Linked DNA regions of Anas platyrhynchos: region 1 is linked to region 2. A link is a contact called in public Hi-C data. All regions are on one chromosome and are shown on one strand. The core of a region is the stretch at or near the end of the contact, and the rest is flanking DNA. Distances in the headings are between cores, read along the strand shown.

Region 1 (5,686 bases), core at 3,043-5,542, 41 kb after region 2:
AAAGAAGAGGAAGAGGAACAGACCTGTCCTGAGAAACAGGACATGTTTCTCCTGCTTTTAGCATTCCCTACTGTGAGAAAGAGATGAAATATTGAGATTTTCTAAAGGGACCACTCGTTTTATGAATGACTTTTTCCTGAAAGATGGCAATTTTAACCTATTATTGGGGGGCATGTGTTTTTTCTTCTTGAATTTAAGGAGGAGTAAGAAATTTCACTTTGTGACCTGGAAGTTCACAGTAATGGGAGGCCGGGGTAAACATAACCTCCAGCATTTTGTTCCTTTCTCCTTCCCTGCCAGGCCTCCTTTTGACTCATCGCGATGAAGTGTCTAGACTTTTTCCAGGAGCCTTTCCACTGCTTCGCTTACGCCTGGCGCACAGCACAGATCCCGCTTGCTCACTGCTCTCATGGTAAGGGACTCGCTGCAGCTCTTTTCACTTGTGGCTAACAAGACAACCTGGCAGCTGATATTCTTAAGTTTACAGCATCGATATTCTTTAGTTTATAGCAATGGACACTTTCTGAGTTTATGGCATCCAAAACACAGATTAAGAGCACCCCCAACACACTGCCTCTTCCTCAAAGTGCATTAAAGCATTAAACCTTCCCACACATGCCTACAGGGTCTGCTACTGCACCTTGCTATCCAGTGTACTGAGACAAATAAACCACTCTTCCATGAGCCAAACCCTGTGTCAGAGCTTTAGGCACAATAGATACCCATTACTGCTCCCAGAAGGACTAATAACCACTTCTCTCCATCAGCCCTGTAACCAATAGGCCCTTTCTGATCCTGGAAACACAAACCAGAGAGGATTTTAATCTTTAATAAAATACCTAAGGTCTAGGTTTGGTCAAAAGCGGATAGAGATTTCTATTTTCTCTCTCTCTCCCTCTCTCTGTCTTGCCTTTTCCACCCTTTTTGCACTTTTGAAAGGTGAGAATAAATTTCAACCGCTGTAGTTTCTTCGCACTGGGGGGTGGAGATTCTGCTTCTTCTAATAATACACAGGAAAAAAAAAAAAAAATCAAGAAAGCACACAGAGCATAAAGGCCGAGGCAAACTACTGCACGAGGAGCAGAAGCCTGCCTTGCAGTGAGGTCTGCTTACTGCAGCAGAGGCAGGACAGCACTGGCACGCTCTTTGCAGGGTGGATCTCTCCCTGGCGGGTCTCGTCTTGCCTCCAGAAGCGCAGACAAACAACCGCCGTAACATGCTGACGGAGCTTAAGATGATGAACGGACTTCTTCCCCCCCCTCCCTTTCTAAATACAGCTGATTTTATTATATGGAGATTTTCAATGAGCTCTGCAATCCACTCCACCTGGAACGCCTGGTTTCATATGTATGAGTGAGTTTTATCACCCTCTTGTGGAAAAGTAAGTGAATTGTATCTGTCAGAGGTAATGGGAAGAAGAGGAAAGCAGGGTAAAGAAGACAGTGATAGAGAACAAGCAAAGAAAAAGGAAAGGAAAGCATGGGGTGGGTGGAATAAAGAGAAATTGAAGTGAATGATGGTAACTAGCGATGCAGGGTTAGGGTATAGGATGGTGAAGCACTGGCAACCCAGAGAGGTTGTGGCTGCCTCATCCCTGGAGGTGCCCAAGGCCAGGCTGGATGGGATTTGGGCAGCCTGGGCTGGCAGGAGGGGTCCCTACCCATGACAGGGGGCTGGGATGGAGTGATCTGTAAGGTCCAACCCAAGCTGTTTGACAGTTCTGGATTGTGCCACCTCTACTGTGGTCTGCAAAAGCTATCCCAAAAATGTTCTTCAAAAACACCAAAAGATAACCAGCTGCCAAAGTGACTGTCTCGGTAACATTCACTCTGTTCAACAAGCATGTTCACTACTCTGGCTTCAAGCACTGCCTCAGCTGCAATCATCGTCTTTTGCACCTTTTCCATCTTTGGATGGAAAAATGTATTCTGTATAAACACACACAGCTAACTGCTCTAAACTGAGTTCAGAAAACACTTGCTAGACCGAATTTCTTTTTTAAAAATAGACTGCATGGAACATCTATGCCCTGCTCTTGGAACTTGACAGTGGAGAGGACACGAGCTAAACTTGTAAAGTAATGAGAGCTCATGCATTCACATTACATCCTGGTGGTTAACAAAACAGAAAAGAATATCTAATTGCTCTAAAGTCTTGAACCATCCTTTCTTCTGTTTCTGACCATCCCCAATATTAATTACATTTTTTTCAGTAATCTCCCTTTACAACATAATCCACGTGACAGTACATTCAAAACCTTGAAAGTAAATTTATTGCAACTCCTATATAAAAATTTAACCTATAAGTTTGGTACAAGCACACACAAGAAAGAAACAAAGAAAGTAAAGATGATGTTAAATAAGATTAATGACACCGGACAGAGGCACAGAAACCCCAAGCAAAAGGCCAGCCCGGAGCAGATAGGTATCACAGGCATGGTGAGAAGTGTTAAGGGATGAAACCACAGACCACAGCCAACACAAAACACAGTTATTTCTTCTTAATAACACTAATCTTTTTCTCAGGCTCCTCAAAAAGTTACAGACCCATTAAAAATAATAATGCCAACAGCAGATCTTCTTAACTATAGGATAAAAGAACAGCTAAATAAATAGTTTTCCCCTCATTACAGAATGAGGCATATTTTATACCTAGACACCATTCATAATGAATGGCATAAAACGGGTGCCTATGCAAGCTGCATTTATTTCACTGTTTGAATGAAAATCTGACAGTTGAGCACTTCTGCAGACAAGATGGAATTTTACCTTACCTTTATTCTTCACAAAGGTATTAGATTTTTCTTAATAAATGGCTGTATGCGAGTACTTCACCATTATCTGCAACTAGGGGTCAAGTCCAAAAAACGAGTAGTTTTGCCACGATGTACACACAGTTATCTGCATTTATTCATCATCGTGGAGACACCACTGATGATTTATTTTAACTTCTGCAGAACACCCATCAACGAAGGAAAGCTAAGTCTGTGACTGATGTTTTGCAGCAGATACATTTATTTAAATTCCTAAAATCTTCAATTTTTAATGGTCCAAAACCACTGAATTATGCACAAACTTATAGGAACAAACTGCTTGCCTCCACCTCTCTTTTAACTTGCTCAGTGGTGAAGTCCAATGCTAAATTACTGAAAGAAGCTCTCCAGGTCAGGGAACACATGAAGCCACTGTTACAACAGAGCTAGCAATATGTCCAGAGATGTTCAACAGACATTACAGCAATCTGCTGTTCTATCTCTCCTTCTAGGAAGCTACCCAGAACAGACCCCTTTCTCATTTTCTGACCGTTTAACCAGGTTGATCAACCCCATTATGTTGTGATCCTTCCCTGCCACAAACTCCTGCAGATGCTCAGGAAGGTGCCAAGCACTTCACATTCAGAGAAAACTCCCCCAGTTAACCTGACATGTGGATCAGAAGGGGCAAAACGGTGACAAACCTTAATAAATTGTTTAAATGCAAAATAATGATCCTAAGAAAAACATCATGAACTGTTAGCAGTGTTTTGCAATGAAATTATTATATACTTTGTTTTCAGGTAATACAATTTAACAGAACAGTTAATCAGTACGAGACATGCTGTGACTTCAAAAATAAAATTCCTATAGAAAAAATAAACCTCCCATGGGCTGAAAATATGTTTTTACATTGACTACATGTAAGAACATACACATTTTCAAAATTATACACACATCACTATCAATTAGAGAAACCTATTGTTGAAGAACCCTGTAACAAGCCATTATCGTAAATCATTACTACTTTTGAACAGAATGGATTTCCCTATAGCTTGACTTCAAGCCTTTGCTCAAAACAGGCAGTTTTTCAATCAAGTGCAGTGACTAAGCATGCGGAAATATTTTACACTAGTTCTTTGGACAGCTACCATATCTTTTCAAAACACTTGATACAGATCCTCAGGCTGCAGCAGCATTTTTCCCCCCAGAAAACCACACACAGAGAAGCCACCAACCCTACAGAGAAGTTCACCCCCGTTTAAGTTCCGCTGATTCAACTGTTTGAGAGGGCACGGGGTAATAAAGCAGATCACTGAGATTATCATGGTTTAAAAAAAAGAAAAAAAATCAAGGAGGAGAAGGCAGAACATATTTAACAATCCGTTTTACACTGTGGCCCCAAAAACACTTGCCTCAGCACAAACGAGAGGCAGCACACTGGTGTGTACTCTTGGCAACTTCTCAAAGGTTTGCAACCAGAATAAAAGCAACAAAAAAATCACCAAACTGCATCTGCAACAACCACCACTACAGTCAGCAGGGACTCAAACTAAGATAAAACCTTGCTGTGGGCTTCTGAAACAAGACTGCAGCATTTTTCTAACAGATTTTCCTGAAGTTTTTATGAACTAGCACGCGTCCGTTTGTTGGTATCTCTGAATTAAACAGTTATCAAGATCACACAGTTCCACAGCTAATCCATAAACGCTTAACCCTACCAAAGCTCATTGAACTCAGCAAGTCTTCTCGTCTGTTTCAGCTAAGAACTTCTGCACAACTGAGCCAAAGAAACAGCAGCAGTTTGAATGAGCAAGCTGTAGGTGAAAGGAAGTTACCCTGAACCTAAAAATAGTTGATCGTCCTCCTCCCACTCCCCAGCACGCACAAATAAAGGCGCTCGTTTTTCAGGCAGACACACGCTTCTGATGGACGAGCACGAAGGGACTGCCTCCTTACAACAGAGCTTTACCAATGAACAGAAGCAGTATCCCATCCCAAGTACTGAATTTTAAAAATAATAAATAAATGAGAAAGGAAATAACTCAATACCTAAACTTTATGTGTGACATTAAATAAACATATAAGTTGTTTATATACACAGATGTGTATTAAACACATTTAATACACATAAACTCACATTTTTACAAGCACACACATGATTCCAAAGCCATGGAAAACATGCCTTTTTTTTTTTTTTTAAACAGTAAAGCTCTGTATCATAATTACTTATCAAGGCAGCACTAAGCTTCAACAATCATGTATGCTACACAGAACTGACTGCATGGCTAAACCAGAATTTTTATTTGTCAAAAGTACTTTGGGAAAGGGATATAAAGGAGGTACTTATTACAGAAACAGTAGGTTCTACTACAGACCCGTAGGGTTACACTTGGACACAGAAAAGAAAACTTGATTATTAAAGAAATAAATAATCCTAGTAAGCATATTATAGAGACATGCAAGAGAAATACAGACTGACAACAAATGCTACTGATGATGGTTAAGTCTAGACATTCCTGCAAAGAGTTATCAAGATTTTAGACTCAATCTTGTGAATAGTACAGAAATATAACGTACGCAGTGATTGCAAGTCATTTCACTTTAAAAAGTAAAATAATAAAAAAGAAAGAGGTGGGAACGATCGTCCCTTAACACTTCCAGGAGGTGGACTGAGAAGTTCAGAAAGTAAGGCAACTACGCTCAAGGATTGGGAGCAGGCTAAAGGAAAAATCTGCAGACCTAAATAGACTTAAAAACACATAAATAGAGACAACTGAACAGCAACAAAGACCATTAGAACATCAGGGCTAAGCAGAGAGGATTTCTCAACACCTGCAGCTTCACTAACACACTGTTGGAGTAAGAAGTTTTATGTTGGTGTTTGTTTGTTTTATATGGTCGTAACTTCCAAGTCAACATTTGTATGAATGC
Region 2 (5,361 bases), core at 1,645-4,144:
CCTTCCTTCCCAATGATCATCCTCATCTGCCATCATTTCTCTCCACCAGGTTCCACATGAGCTCACCACTTTATTCCCCATTCTGCTGGTGATCAACAGGCCTGCTAGCTAAGAGAAGCAGCATTTTGGAGGAGTGGGAAATGCCATCAACATGCATTTATGAGTGTTTTCATACAACACGTAGTTATTTTCGTTTGCACAGGGAAAACATTAATGATATCTGCATTAGGTCTCAATTCACACATTATGTGCCCGGACACTTCGTGCCAAGCACAGAACTTCGTACTAAATGCAAGCAACAAATACTATTTCCTTGTCGCTTAGCCTAGGTTTTACTTCATGGTTGCCTCACTTTGCTTAATCTCATTTAGAGGTACTTTGCTGAGGCTGCTTTGCTGATGGCACGAGCCTCACAAAGCAGAGACAACTGGAATGGTTTCCTGAGTTAATTATACTGCTGAATGGAGTGTACAGCTTATTATGCAGCAAATCTGATAAACTGTAAACATGCTGCAGGGCCTCTTCTGCACTTTGAAGGTGGTGGTGTGCCTTCTTTGCACTCTGCCTCTGCATTTGACCCATCTCTAAGCTGGTTAATCAAACAGCTGGGAAAAGCAGCATGTTATCTCCTAATCCTGTTTATACATGACCCCTACATAGTAGTTCAGACAAATTAATCTATTTAGGAAATAGAAGTAGTATACTCTTCAGCATCCTATTTTAATTTTCCAGCCTTTTACTCCTGTAAATATTCTAAAGTTAGTCTGTAAGGCATGTTTTCAGGATGTTGGCAACCTAATACGAAAGGGCACTTTAAAGGCAAGAGTTTAAAACAATCCAGGTACTGATGAAAACAGACTGTAAGTTAAGGTGAAGTTTTGGAACTTGCAAGATAAACAAAAGAGATTCAGGTACTGCATAAATAAAAGGATGAAGCAAAAGGAAGATGTAGGAAAGCACACGTTGTACATACCAGTGAGGAATATTCACCGGACACAAGGGGAAAACACAAAACTGGCTAACTGAAGAATAAATATGGCAAACCAGAGAGTACAGAAAAAGATTGGCCATATGGGTTTTCTGCTTGGATTTATTTCGTCTTGCCACAAGAGGGAGTATTTCACTACTGTTAAAGCAGCGTTACAGGAGCCTTCCCTGTCCGTGTAGATCTCCTGTTGTCAAGTCGCATGACTTTCAACCCTAATACGGCACTTACCAGCCTGTGCTCATAATGAATGTACATACAGAGAGTCCTGTATGCACACCTGCCAGGTGTGCATCCTCCTTAGACTATCCTACTTAACAGGCAACATTCTCCTTCCTTCTCCATCTTTTTCCCTGATTCTTTCAGTTCTCTCAAAAACCCCTCCAATACAAGACTTTTCTAAACCAGGTAAGCACTCCCAAAGACACGGGTTTCAGTTTGTCCTTCCTCGGGGATTCCTGAGCCCCCCCTTCTATATCCCTGAGCATACAAAAGGTAGACGAGCAAGTAGACGAGGAAAGTGATGAATTACGAGGACAGAGTTGTTTCTGTATCAGGGCACAAGGAAACAGAAAAAAGAAATCCCAAAAGATTCCTAAGTAAAAAGGGGAAGGCGCCAATAGGAACATTTCCATCCGGACATCTGGGATTCTGCAATACTTACTGAAGCCTTTTTGGTCACTGCTTCACATTTGAAAATACCAACTTTCTCAGCACTTCAACAAAAATAGGGAACTAGCAAAATCAAAAGCAGTCTGCAGCTATTTTTTTCTGCTTTAAACTTCATTTGAAATAGGAAATTCTTGTGATATATAAATGTAGTGATATACAGATTAATGAAATTTGTACCATCCCAGAAAAGATCAGTATTTATCTGCTATTAACATTTTAAAACTGGAACAAATGCTGAAGTATGGCACAAGCAAAACCTGCAAGGAAAAGTACGTACTACCAGAATTAAAAGTTAATCAAATACAAATTCCTGAAAGCTTTAAATTAAAGCAATCCAAGTTTCATACCGTTAGTGCCAGGGCCTTACCAGCACAACAGAACAGCAAAGGTTTCAGCAACAATGACTGAAGTGCCAGCACCAACACCTGAACCTTAAGCTTGTTAGAAAGCCTGAATGATTTCTGGAGTGTGGATGAAAAAGAGACAGAAGCTTTAAGACAACTGAAAGGCAGTATTTTACATAAAAGATTTAACATACAGGAGTAAATGCAAGGTAGAATACAGTCCTTGTATAGAGTTTGTTCTCTTTTTCTTTTTTTGCACAAGGAGCAAAGATGTGGAGCCCAACTGCAGCTATTCTCCTGATGAGAACAGACAGAACAGGTTATCTCCAGGTGATTCCCAGGGGGATCATCATTTCCAAAGATAATGCGTGCCATTACAGCTCCATTAATCACCCCGACGCAGCACGACAGCTCGCTTACCCGCAGTGCCAATTTGCAGCACGCTCCTGTGAATCAGCAGCCGCTGGGTGCCTGATGCCTCCGAGCCTCCGAGGGAGAACTGAAGGCACCAAGTCCTCGAGCTGCCCAGCTGCGCGTTACGGACTGACAGCCGTCACACGGAGGTGGGGATGTGCTGCCTCAGAGCTGGAAAGAGTAATTTTTTTTCCGCTAGGCAGAAGGCAGCTATTTAGTATTCATCCCTGGGCCCAAGCAGCGTGCCAAAATTCCTTCAGCGAGATGGATGAATCACTTCCCTTCTGACCCCGGCCGGTTATCAAGCCAAAGGACATCCCTGCCAGGCTGCGCACGCAGTCCTTGATGACTCCTCTCCCACGGCCAACACAAATGACTACCGATCAATACCGACTTCCATCTTCCCCTGATTAGGAGCGCCTCCAACCCCTGATGTTATTTTTGCAAGGGAAACCTGAAGCCTAATCGTCCAGAAAGCTCTATCATGATAAATCTTCCCTACCGTGAGCTCCAAGTTGTCCGCACGCTGTTCTCCAGGACTGCTCCTTATAGGCGATCACATCGAAGCAGGCACAAAACAGCTTACTGCTCCTTCCCCACAACGTGAACACCCAAGTGCCAGAAACCAATTTAACAGGTCAGTGAAATTAATCCATCAGCAACAAGTAAGATTCCAGGATCAAATGGGAAAAGCCAACGTGATTGATTTTTAAATTGGAGATGCCCAGAAGCCTCCAAGCTCAATGCCTGTGTCACTCAGGCACAACTCTGACAGAAACTTCTCCACGCAATTACAAAGAAGTGTCAATTCATTAAAATTAAATGAAAAGATAGAAAAGGCTGCTCTGGTACCACCAAAAGGATGAACTGTAAGTTCTGGACAGATCCAAGGGTTGGTACCTGGCAATCCACAACTACAAAGGTATGAATACACAATCGAAAGTAACAGGCTTCAAGAAAGCTCTGATTTTATCACCATAGTTATACGTGAAATGTAAATATATTATTATTTATATTAACTTTTCAAAAATAAAGTGCTAAGAAGCTTAAGTCTGAAGTCAGGAATAAATGTCTGCTTTGAGAAGCCCTCTCTTTGCCCCTCACTGGTGCACAATAAAATCTGTGCTATAACAGAAACCCTTCACAAATTCAATTTCAACTTGGTGCTCACATTCCGTGCTGTTTGGAAGAAAGATTTTTATCAGCAATAGTTTTCTTGAATGAACCCTGAAACAAAAACAGCGTGCATGCAGGGAAGTTTAATGTATTAGCTATATAAAACAGGATAAACGAATTAGTGCACAGGGAACACCTGTTCTTCTGTTACCGGTATGTGAAACTGTCCAAATAAACCCCCCGTGTATATGAGATTGAAACTGGATACCTGTGCACACACAGTGCTTAAACTCGCCTGCACGCTGCAGCAACAAAATGTGGTCAGAGCATATATGAAACTCTTGGAACTGAGACACAACATCTCACGGAACAGGCACTGGCACTCGTCCTTCTGAAACACATCTGCATACATGGGTTTGCATTTTTGTTTTTAGTATTGCTCATGGATTTACATGTTTTAGAGCCCGAAGTGACTACTGCAGTCACTCAGCTGTAATCTTTCTTTATATCCCGTTACACCGTTCCCAGAAGTTTGACAGCACATCTTACAAAAAGAAAAGCCCAATTTTATTTTGACATATCATGATTCCACCAGCTCTCATAACCTGAAGATTTACTATTAATTTGACTAGGGCACTACTTTTGGTTTCAAGGTTGAACTAGCCTGAGTCCCACTGGTTCCTGTTAAACCATCAGATCTCTTCAACATATACATACAGATATATATACATACACATATTTGCATATGCAGCATGTCTCTGTATGTGTATGTATTTTTATTTTACGCATACGTAACGCATATATATACACACACATATATATAAATGACACCTCTCAACCTCTTTGATACTAAATAGTCAGAGCTCAGGCAGATGTTGGTTTGTTTTGAATCCTGTGATTGTTTTTGCCACCCTCCGTTAAGCTCCCACCTGTATTTTCATAACCCCTCCAAATAACGCATGCCAGATGCATTGGGGTATGTATAAAAAGCCAGGCCATCTCCCTGTTATTTCCCTTTTTTGAACCGTACACTGCATCAAAAATTCTCATTAAGATAGTCAAGATAGTCACCCAAAATGGTCAAGTTTCTTTCTGCACCACTGCTTGCCAGAATACAGTCAGAGTTTAACATAATACGTTATTATATACCTTCTTTTTGCCCAGCAGTGTTACTTTTGGCCAGGCTACATGAACTATGGACCATGAACACAATCAACTATCTGGACCACTGGGCAGGTGGGTCCTCTTCATGTTTTTTTCAAAAAATTCTATCAAAAACCTGCAAGATTTTAGCTCTAGATCAGGGCTCCTAAGTTTGTTGACTTCTCATCACCCACTTCAGCAGTAGCAGCAGCTTTCTGACCATACAGATGTGCGGGTGGTAGAACTGAGATCCTTAGGATATGGCTGTGTTAGCAAACAGGCACGTGCAACTGGAGCAGGTTGGTACAACAAAACGGCTGGTGCTCAGGTCCTAAAAACCCACATTACCTCTATTTGGAGGGAGGATTTATTTTCTAGTGATCTCTTGCACTGAAGTCCATTAGCAAGTTGGAGAGCTTTAAGCAGGCTCCTGAAGTACACATTTTGTCTGGAATGAATGTAACTCACAACCCCCAAGATTTCTCTATGACAAGCATCAAAGTACAGTGAGAACAAATGGGAGATGCACTTTGAAAGCACACAGATGATCTGAGTTAGAAGTGCTAACACTGCCATATCCCCAGGCTCACAGGTACACCTTCTGCCTGCTGGAAACCAGAGCTGTGAAATTCCCCTCTAGGTCATCTAGACCCAAAGCATGGCAGGGTACCCTGCTAGTAACAACTC

The links. Hi-C and Micro-C count contacts between places; a contact is called where the count stands out from the background.
Region 1: a Hi-C map of subcutaneous adipose tissue shows a contact between it and region 2, with 4 times the contacts expected there. The contact joins two enhancer-like sites. A contact is called at or near these places in 5 of 8 Hi-C or Micro-C datasets (F5 follicle, liver, skeletal muscle and 1 more).

The regions. Positions count from the first base shown.
Region 1 is chr5:7,414,164-7,419,849 of IASCAAS_PekinDuck_T2T, forward strand. All of the region lies in intron 3 of PPP2R5E (protein phosphatase 2 regulatory subunit B'epsilon), which reads right to left. Among named protein-coding and RNA genes, the nearest start is that of PPP2R5E, 17 kb to the right of the region's middle. Within about 2 kb of position 4,293, at least 1 of the 8 cell types and tissues checked has an H3K27ac peak or open chromatin away from gene starts, as enhancers often do.
Region 2 is chr5:7,374,952-7,380,312 of IASCAAS_PekinDuck_T2T, forward strand. The region is part of intron 4 of PPP2R5E (protein phosphatase 2 regulatory subunit B'epsilon); the gene reads right to left. Among named protein-coding and RNA genes, the nearest start is that of GPHB5, 28 kb to the left of the region's middle. Within about 2 kb of position 2,895, at least 4 of the 8 cell types and tissues checked have an H3K27ac peak or open chromatin away from gene starts, as enhancers often do.